Regions from separate parts of the Mus musculus genome. Here region 1 is linked to region 2. The links are chromatin contacts, called in public HiChIP or PLAC-seq maps. All regions are on one chromosome and are shown on one strand. Each heading gives the region's core, a stretch centred on a gene start, on an enhancer-like site or on the middle of the called end of the contact. The rest is flanking DNA. Distances are from core to core; before and after follow the strand shown.

Evidence for each region. HiChIP or PLAC-seq counts read pairs in DNA pulled down with a chosen protein or histone mark.
Region 1: a FOXA1 HiChIP or PLAC-seq map of pancreatic cancer cells shows a contact between it and region 2, with 19 times the contacts expected there. The contact joins the enhancer-like site here to the promoter of 3110039M20Rik in region 2. A contact is called at or near these places in 7 of 39 promoter capture datasets (the 3T3-L1 cell line, the HPC-7 cell line, embryonic stem cells and 2 more), 11 of 115 datasets of contacts at active chromatin or transcription factors (the NIH/3T3 cell line, SST interneurons, craniofacial prominence and 8 more) and 2 of 9 other capture datasets (embryonic stem cells and pancreatic islet).

Annotation. Positions count from the first base shown.
Region 1 is chr12:50,159,076-50,164,644 of GRCm38.p6, reverse strand. No RefSeq gene overlaps it. Among named protein-coding and RNA genes, the nearest start is that of Gm40419, 39 kb to the right of the region's middle. Within about 2 kb of position 3,849, at least 1 of the 459 cell types and tissues checked has an H3K27ac peak or open chromatin away from gene starts, as enhancers often do. A contact at or near this core is called in pancreatic cancer cells, where this site is marked.
Region 2 is chr12:49,385,795-49,391,128 of GRCm38.p6, reverse strand. 3110039M20Rik (RIKEN cDNA 3110039M20 gene) reads right to left here and starts at 1,477. Exons shown (of 3, transcript NR_026733.1): 1 at 1,190-1,477; 2 at 659-726. It overlaps Foxg1 (forkhead box G1), which reads right to left. Exons shown (of 2, transcript NM_008241.2): 2 at 4,262-5,334. The coding sequence ends at 5,198.

The sequences.
Region 1 (5,569 bases), core at 2,600-5,099, 770 kb before region 2:
TATTATTACCATAATAAATAAAGATAATGGGGGTGCATACACCAAGACTAAATAAAGTATGAAATTAATATCAATATTCCACTATTCTAATGGGAATCACTGAAAATTTGAAAGTTAAAAAATAATATTTCATTATCTTGTTAAAGAAAAAAGCATCTTCTATACCTCAAGTTTTTTGTTGTTGTTGTTTGTGTGTTTGTTTGTTTGTTTATTTTTTTGTAGAGAAACTAGAGTTTATCCAATTTCCATGTTTGGCCTCTGAGCTACAGTAGAACCCCCCCAAAAGGGAAGTACAGGAAACAATTATTTTCATGTGTCAAGATCTTGTTTCTGAGAAGGAAGGGTGATACTCAGTTTCAAATGCTAAAGATGCAATTTAGATGTTGGGGTGAAATTAGAGGTTCCATGGCAGAAGACATGTATGTAGTCTCCCATATTCATTACAAAACTTTTCTTTCTTTCTTTTTTAAAAACTTAAAACTTTATATTTATTTACATTCCAAAAGTTGCCCCCTTTCTGACCACCCCCTTTCCAAATTCTTCCGCCTATCCCTTCCTTCTTGGCCTCAGAGAGGGTGCTCCTCCACCCATCCACCACTACTGCACCCCACCAGCATCCTCTTCCCTGGGGCATCAAGTTTCCACAAGATTAAGCATATCCTCTCCCACTGAGGCCAGACAAGGCATAGGCAGTTCCTGCTACACATGTACCTGGTTCCCTGGAGTATGTCATGTTGTATGCTCCTTGGTTTTGAGCTTAGTCTCTGGGAGCTTTGAGGAGTTCAGTTAGTTGACACTGTTCTTCCTATATGGGGTAGCAATCCTCTTCAGGTCCTTCAGTCCTTCCCCTAAATCTTCCAAATGGGTCTCTGACCTCAATCCAATGGGTAGCTGGGCCGGTCTCTGGATGACCTTTCAGGCTCTGCTCCATTTTTATCTCTTCATTTCCTTTAGACAGGAACAATTCTGGGTTAAACATATTGAAAATGGGTAGGTGACTCCTTCCTTCAACTGGGGCCATGTCTATCTACAGGACATGGTCTTTTCAGGTTACATCACCTCACTGTTAGGGATTTCCGCGACTACTCTTGCAAAACTTTCTGATAGTTTACTTTTAACATATTTGTTAATAACAAATAAAAACAATATAAAATGTAGCAATGTATGAATTAATTAAGTGTGGTGTTATATAAATTAATGAGTGAACTGATGCTTAGCCCCCTCTCCACTCATTCGCATCGCATAGTAATGACATATTGTGTATGTTTGATAGCAGTTAAATACATACTAGTCTACTAGTGAGATATTGGCACAAAATGAGGCAAATAATGTCATTGTTCTGCAAAACTTTTCTTATCAGCATTCTATAAAATATATGAGAGTTGATAGTTCACACACTATGTAATTTTATGATCCAAAATTGATAATGCTAAGTAATAAGTGATCTATTTAGATGTTTATATTTTATAATAAAATGTTGATAAGTACAGTTAAAACATCAGAGTGACTCCTCTCAACATAGATTTGGAAGTTCTAAAACTTTAATTTACTTGACTAGAAACTGTCAAGTCGTTGACTCTGTTTCTTCAAAATTACTTTTTTTCCCACCTGGGCTAAAGAAAACTCGTGAGTTTATTGTATACAATGTCATGTACATATAATAATGTCATGAATAGTTAGAAATACTTAAGTTGAAATCAATAACATTTCAACAAATCTCTTTGCTTCGTGAATGCCTTTATTCATTGAAGTATCTTCTTGCTAGCTGTTCTGGTGACTTAGAAGACAGTGTTGTGCATTGATGATAACGTGCCTCATGTTGTGCTTCTGTAACGTAATCGGTGCTTCAAGCTGAGAAACCATGGTGGGATAGTGGACAGCATTGTGTCATAAAATTGGTACCAGTTGCACTCTCTTGGCAGGCTACATGTTGGTATGTACTCTGATAACTGATAGTATAGTAATGTAAAAAAAAAAAAAAAAAAAAAAAAAAAAAAAAAAAAAACAGAGAAAAATCTCCCAGGACTTCTGAATAGACAATATTTCTGCCCTCACTCTGCTAGCCATTGAATTGTGTTTGGTTTCTGCCAGACCTCCCCCACCAATATATTTCCTTGTTCAATGATCCTGCACATCTGTACATATTTGAAGTTTACTGCCCAATAGTATTGTACTATGTGTCAGCTCTTCCACCAACTTTCCAATTCACACCGTTACTTATTTTTCTAAACTTAGCAATAGTATTCCAGGATTCTTGATCAGTTCTTGAATGGAATTGTCTCTAAAATAGATGTGCAAATGTGTAAATCTTTCAGACATATAAATATTTCATACCTATTACTCAATGATGATATATCCTTTATTTATGGCATACTTATTTTGAGTGTTAAACTTCATGAAACAACTTTCTGTATGAATTATGTAACACACTCTTCTCCTTTAACCTCTAAAAACCACAATACTAGGGTTCCTGAAATTGAGACCTTCTTGGACTGTTGGGAGAAACTCCACTTTTCACAATATATATTTTTCCTTTACATATTGCTTTTATGAATTTGATAATACTGGCTTATAAACACTTATGACAATGAAACTTACCTGTGTGCACATCACTTACTTATTTTAGTTGAAGAGTCACAAAATTGTATATAATGACTTTGAAGGTTTCCTTCTATCTTTAGTGTCCTTTTGTAATTCATAAAGATACATTAATAACCTATTCCTTCAAGACTTGACCATTTTTATTTATTTTACTTTCTTAATGAGTGCTTTAAGTTTTGCCATTTGTCTATTATCTTGTTGTTATCTATTGCTCCCAGAATCAAATCCATACTCACATAATAAGCTTATCTTTAGTTTAAACATAAATATAATATTCTCTTATCTATCTTTTTTTTAATTTTTTTTAAAAAGATGCATCATTGTCCCATCCAGAACAGTGCATTCTGGGAGGAGTGAGATTTACATTTATTTTTGTGACCACTTTAGTTTCTGTCTTGCTGGTGGATTTTCTCAAGAGCCTGCCAGTTCCTGGTTATCTTTTCATTTGTAAATGAGGTTCTAGGTTGAACACTTCTGGTATCTGAAACAGACTTTCAAGATATCTGTAGACAGCGGAGCAGATGCTAATGGAAAATGAAAGCCTTTTGTGTCATTTCACACTTCTTACTCTCCAGTTATGAGAACAACCAGGCCCAGGGCAGTTTGAGTGAAATGAGAGAGGGTAAAACTTATCTATCTCTTCCTCCCACTCCAAAAATATTTTGTTCTTAAGATTGACAGAAGTTTGTGGTGAACTAGCTCCCTTATCTTTGTTTGAGGTTGAAAACCTATACAATTTCAATGATGTAAGTTAAATTTTCTTTGCTTTCCTTAATGATTCAGTTAGCAGTCATTCTAATATCCACATGATGTTCTCATTTAAGTTTATACACCAGACCTAGGCTTTTGCTCATTCAGAGGAACTTAAGCAGTGTTCATATTCTTGTTTTCTTTGATGTTGACTCATTAACTTACTTTCTAAATTTGTTAGTGTAAAGTTTGGCTCATGGGGCATGTACAAAAGGAGACATACTAAATGCAGCATGATTTTATAGAGAAATTAAGGGAAACAATGATTCCAATTGAATTCCTAAGCTGGTTTGATCAGGTACAAACCAGAGCTGACCACAGTGGAGAAATCACACTGTATGGCACCTTTGTGTCAGAGCAGTAAGCAGCACCTCATGTCACGTGGCACCCAGGCACTTGTCTTTTGTCTTTTCATTGTTAACCTAGGAAGGGACTTGAGGGGAGGCTTGCAGTTCATCTGACATCACTACAACTCATCTTCCGATGACTGTAAATGTGGCTGGACAGAGCAACTTTAAGACCTTTCTGCCAGTTCTCTGTGAGGTTCTGCACAAGCCACACTGTGTCTCTAGTGATTCACAGTCATTGTAGTCAAGTTATTAAATTTCTCCTTGAGTACAGGAGGATTATGAGCAATTTGGCACACAACTCTCAAATACTAGCCTTAAACTATTGGATCTCTCTTTGGCTTCTCACCATTCTGTTCCACTGAGATGAGGTCTCTTCTAGTAAGTTCCCAAATCTTCAAATAAACCACAAACACCTAGATCATGATTACTATCAGATATATTTCCTTTGTCATAGTTGTATGTGCCTCTTATTATTAAAAAATGCAACAGCAACAACTTAAAAGAAGAATGATTCCTCTTGACTGAGTTACTGTGACAGAAAAATATGAAAGTGGAAGTAAGAGATGGGAGGTCATATTGTGTATCTTGGGCTAAAGAGAGAAGAATACGGCAGCTCATAAGATATTTTCATCCCTTTACTCTTTATTTCAGTCTGGGAGCCCAGCTCATGTTTAGGAAAGTTTACTCTTAAACTTCAGGTACCCAGTAGTGTATCTCCTAGGTATTTCTAACATAAGATAAAATAAAATAAAAAGATTAACCATCATAGACTGCAATCAGTTTGCCTTGGCAAACTTAAAACAAAACAGAAGAAATAATATAAAACAATAAATAAACATGTTTTGCCTTTAGAAACTATGGAAGATGGGTAGAAATACGTGTTTTTATTATTTTCTAGAGTGTAAAATATACACATAGTTATGTTATGCATAAAATATCTCAAGGAGAAAATGTATCAAGGAGAAAATATCTTATTCTAGAATCTCTCCTTACTAAAAATGAAGTTAATTTTCAAAGTCACATGAAATTAATAGTCAATTAATAAGTTTATGTAAATGAAGGTTTGTTTATATGTTACACATTGAGAATTCTGTAACTTTCCTCATTTTATTTTCTTTTTTTTCCATTTTTTATTAGGTATTTAGCTCATTTATTTTCTAACTCCATATTAAACCTGATAATTATTCTCCTTTAAATACACTTCTGATATGAACATTACTAATTTGAAAGGAAAATAAGTGAAGTTTTCAGTCTAGCATGCTAACCTATATTAAAGTGATCACAGATTTGGCGGGGGGAGAGGGGCAAGGATTTACATATCGAACCGTAGAAGACATCTGGGTAGAACAGGGAACAGAGACTGAATGGCTTTGCTGTCAGAGTTTCTTCCTTCTTATTCAGTTCAATATTAAGAATGCTGCCTATGTTCTTGATGAATTTCCCACCATCAATTAATCATCTCTGGAGAAGATATCATAAACCCACATAAAAGTAGACGTAATCCTCAAGATATTTCTTATTCCAGTCAAGCTGACAATTGAAATTAAGTAGGACATGTTACTGTTTATCAGGTGAAAATGCCTACCTGCCTTCCATCCCTGATCTCTTTTCAAAACTCAAATTCAGGAAGTCATTGACTTCATAAAACTTTCAGTGGCCTCCCACAACAGAGATTCTTTGAAGTGACCTCTGTGCCTCTGAACAGATGTCAGGAACACACAGTTAATTGACCACCAGCAGTAACTCTGAATTCATCAGTCCACTTAAATCTTCCTTCCCTTAAGAGATGTCTCCTGCCATTTAATCACAACCATGGAGATATTAACACAAATCCTTGTAGAAAAGGATTACATAGTGATAGTTTACAA
Region 2 (5,334 bases), core at 228-2,727:
GAAGTCTCCTTCTCTCAAGTGGCTCTGAACTCGACCTGCACCAGATCCGCTTAGTCCTGTAGAGACCATAGCTTGTCGCAGCCAAAGGAACTGAGGAAAGAGGGCCCGCACTGGGTGAGGCTGGCAATGCCAGTGTGAAAGTAGAAAAGAAAGCATGAGAGAGAGAGAGAGGGAGAGAGAGAGAGAGAGAGAGAGAGAGAGAGAGAGAGAGAGAGAGAGAGAGAGAGAGAGAGATTGGTTCTTAATGATATTAAAAAAAAGTCTTTATGCCAACGATCCCAGGTTTGAACATTAAATTTCCTTGTTCTCTGAAGCAGCCATGAAATTCAGAAATTTCTCCATTAAACGAAATACCTTACACTTCTGTACATACTAGAGTATCCCATTGCCTTCTCCATATAAATTTATCTTCTTTTTTTCCTTCTTTGAAATATCTAAATCCTCTTTACCTAGGCAGCCACCATGATTTCTGCCCACGTGGACAAATCACGCATTCATCCACCTATGGCTGTGAGAATCTACTCGCTTGGAACAATTTCCAAGTGGGAAAAAAGAACACTTAAGCCTCCAAGAGTCTAGATTTAAGGGTACATCCACAGTAGCCTGTGGGACACGCTAACCACCCACCACCACGTGCGGCAGGGAGACTTTCACTTACCGATCTCCTGGTGAGAGTGTTCACAGTTCTCAAGTCCTCAGCAGCCTTCCGATAACATCGAGCAGAACCTTGGATTGGGGGGTGGGGTGGGGGCACCAAATCGGGAGGGAGGGAGGAAGACAAAACATAACACTACGTCATATATTCCGCAGCCCAGCGCCCCTGGGCCTACATTTCCTGGACAAAGTCTTCAAGAACTGAGTGGGGGAAAGGGCCAATTTAGGAGCTGGAAACTAAAAGATAGCTTGGTTTTAACTATTGGAGCTTAGGGGAGGAGTTCCTGGAGGAATGGTAAAGCAGGGCAATTGGGGTGAGAGAAAAGAGGGAAATTGGAAGCAAAAGAAAAATCGAAAATGGATTTTCCAGCTATCTGGAAGATCGCTAACACCCTTTAACTCTTACAGTAGGAAGAACTCAGTCATATTGTTGCTAAAGAGAATTTAGATGACCACTACTCTTTTTGTAACTTCAGGATCCGGCCTTGAGTAGAAGTATAATGAGGGGAAATTTTAAAACTCAATGTTTACCTACCCTGCTTCTTAGAAGGGCTGTGCAGATTTTCCTCTGGAGATTTCCGTCTGTCTGGGAGAAGCTGGAGTATGGCTGGGGACAGGGTTATCTGCTGAAGTAGGAATGTACAGGAACCCCGCCCCTCTAGACACAGTTACACAACCTCAGCAACCCATCTCAGCCAGCACTGAAACCTGCAATGATCTTCACCGTCACCGTTTGTTAACCTAATTCTCCAACAGGCTTTTAGCCTTAAAAAGAACCAACTATATTAGCTACTCACAAAATTAATTTATCAAAATTAAAATTATTTCAATGCATGCAAAATCCTCAATGACAAAGTAGAAAATACATGTTGTAAAAATCAAAATTTTATATAGACTTCTAATATATTTTATGTGCCCATCTCTTTGGGGTGAAATATGTACCAACTTGAATACATATTATAATCAATACACTTCAGGACAGATTTTTTTTCCTTTCTGCTCTTGCTATGATTCCAGCCATAGAAGACACGGGAAGACTACCTTCACTATCATCAGGACACTTGTACAGAACAGTTTTAGACTAACTTGATTTCCAGTATTGCAATTACAGAAAAAAATATTTGGAAGAAATTCCCTGTCTGTTGCATTTTAAATCATTTCCTTGTGTTTATGTACTAACAGTTTCATTAACTTCCAATTATGTCAATTGAAATACTAAATCTGTAATATTACAATTTGGAGTTTTAATTTTTAAATCGTGATCATTTTCAAAAAGGTCAGTCTTTACTTCATTTTAAGCAATATAAGTCTACGCAAAAATAATCTCCAAAGAGTTTTAGAAGTGTTTGTCTGCACTGAACTTACTGCAATCAGCAAAAAGTTGGTGACAATACACAGTAAAACACTGTAACAGGTCTGAAGCAAAATTAAATGTATCAATACTATAGCAAATTGTCATTTTTAAAAGAGGATATCCTGAGGGAGGGTCAATCATATAAAAATTAATGAAATAAAATATGTTCATAGACTGGGCTTCAAAAAGGCCTCTACCAAATTATATATATATATATATATATATACACTCATTCTTGCTTATGTCTAGGAAGCCTAATAAACAAACTTCCAATCACATCGTCTATATTAGTAAATTAGACATGGGCTAAAGCACACTTGTACTCCAATATCTAGTTCCATAAATACAAAAAGTCAACTTCATTATGGACTTGAAAGTACAAAAAATATTGCCATTGAAATTATATTTCTCTATATTTTAAATAAACATTTTATAAAATTATAAATAAGTATGGAGTGTTCATTTATGCTGTCCAGAGAGCAAACACTCACCAACGAAATGTTTCTTAAATATCTAGATCTATTAGTTTTACTATGTGAATTCAGCTTTCCTTTCAACTTTTGATAGTTAATACTGTGTTTCCTCCGTGGTAGTACATACTTATTCCATAAATAAAGCCCATAGCAGAAGCAAGCAATAGTCATCCTATTTTTCCTCCAATCTAAATGTAGGCCTTTCCCTGTTTGTCTCTCAGCTATGCAATGAAGATTTCTTTGCCTAAGCCCACATTCCCTGCCTCCCCCCTTACTTGTGTGTGTGTGTCTGTGTGTGTGTGTGTGTGTGATTCACTTTTAAAAAACTGTTAGATTAAAAAAAAAGACTTATATCTAAGCAAAATCTATTCTCACATTAAGATGGAGATAATCAAACTAGTCTATTTTGCCCATCTCTCTCTGTTCAATTTGATTCCAGCTTTTTAAAATTTCATAAGATCTCTCTCCCCTCTTCCCCGCTTTCTCCCCTTCTCCCTTCTTCCTTTCTCCAATTCACAACCCAGCCATCCCCATTTCCCAACATCAGCTATTCTAAATTTAAAATCAATTTTAGCCAACCTGCTTCTCTACTGGGTTCACTGCCCCTCTTCCCCTGAGCAACTCTCTAAGTGTTTGCTGATAACATCTTAGGGACAGATTATTTTTCACTGGACCCATTGTAAAAAGTGGCCAGCTTATTGCATTACTGCAGAACACATTTCAGACTATACAAATGTAACAAATGAACAACTTGCCTTCCACAGAATCACCACAGGATCCAATTAATTACTAAACCTTTAACTCAGGTTTTCTAATTATTTTCTGGAATTATAGTGAGTGGGCTATTTGAGACAATTTGGAAAAGTTTTCATTTTCATATGTATGCATATGTATACACTTAATATATCTCATATATATGCATATTGTAGTTAAAACCAAAAATTTGTTCTGTATAAGCAAAAGAAACACATCTGTAAATTAAATTATACAAATATATTAAAAAGCTAATCAAACAAGTACCTCTATGATGTAAAAATGGAGGGGGAGATAGGGCTATTTTACTGTGAATAACTAGACTTTTAAATTGATGTAATTAAAAATATAAATATCAACATCCGTCTATAAATCATTACAACAGGTGATCACTTCAGTAACTCTATAATCCAACTCAGCAAATCTTTATTAGAATTCTTTCACTGTGGGTAAAAAGCCAGAAAAATAAATGCTGACTTAGAAAGTATAAATACAAATAGTTAAAAAAAATGTTTGCAGCATTCATAGCACAAATTGTACCTGAACTGAAGGGATATATATATATATATAATATACATATATAATATATATTATATATCATACTATATTGCTCATTATTCACTTATATCTAACTATATACATATATTTATTTATAGTTTGTCAAATTCTATAAACAAATACCTGAAACAATATATATAAAGGACATTCTATCAACTGATCTTTAAAATAAGTACAGAATAAACAGCTATGCATATAAAATTGAATACCTTTCTTTGCTGCATATCTACAAAAACAAAGATATCATCTGAAAATCCTAGGTTTCATTTAGAGCTAGTATTTATTAAGTAGCCTGTTCTTGGTAAAAATTGTTCACAAAGGGGGAAAAACTGCTATTCTCAGTTTTAGAGTCTCAGTTCAAATTAAAGGAGCAGTTTAAACTCCAGGTTGGCTAAAAAAGCCTTTGAATTTCCTATAAGTTGAATGGTATTTTGCAAATTAGCTCTACTTAATAAAAGAGACAAAAATATCAAGATATATATGAATTTAGCCTATTTTTTATTTCTGTGTGTTCATAGTAAACATTTTTGTAAGTGACAAACACGGGCATATGACCACAGTATCACAATCAAGAAATTTTAAGACAACATTAACAATCACTCAAATTGATGCGGCATTTGCGCAACACAGGTTACATATTTGCAAGGTTTACCTATAAGTACAATAGGTATTAACATTTCACTACATTTAGAAAAAATAAAAGTGACCTGTTAGTGACCACATACATCGAAATATACACAACACAAACTGAAGGCAATCCTTAATTTTGTCTCCTTCGGATTCAATTGAATGGGCAGTGTTGCCAACTAAACAACCTTCCTTTTTCGTTTGTTTGTTTACTTGTTTTAATACTTAGTATACCAAGTGCATTTGCTAGAATCCAATCTTTGGTCTAAAAGTAAACAAAAGGAAAGAAACAGTTCTTTAAAGAAAAAGGACAAAACAATAAATGGCCAATATAATTCCTTGGGCACCTTTACTACAAATTCTTAAATACAAATTACAATTTAACATTTTAAAACTCTCTTCATAATTTAGGTTGTTCTCAAGGCCTGCGTCCACCAGATAGCTCCATGATAACTTATAATACTGCACACATGGAAATCTGGCAGCCTGTTGAGATAGACTTGTCAGGTTTGAATGAAATGGCAAAGCAGTCACTATTTAGATACACATTCTACTATAATTTGACGTCCAAACCTTATATTCTACAATGTATTCTCCCACATTGCACCTCGCTGACACTCCACACCGTGTTAGAATAGTAAACAACCCTAAAGACTGAACAAACGTACAGAAATGGGGAGGGGGGGCTTAATAAAAAATACCTGGACTTATTTTTTTAATTATCATTTACAATGCAAATGTGTGTAAAACGTTCACTTACAGTCTGGTCCCCCGGATGTTAATGTATTAAAGGGTTGGAAGAAGACCCCTGATTTTGATGTGTGAAATAATCAGACAGTCCCCCGGACAGTCCTGTCGTAAAACTTGGCAAAGAGGGTCTTAAAGACTCACAGGGCAGGGTCGAGGGGGCCTGCG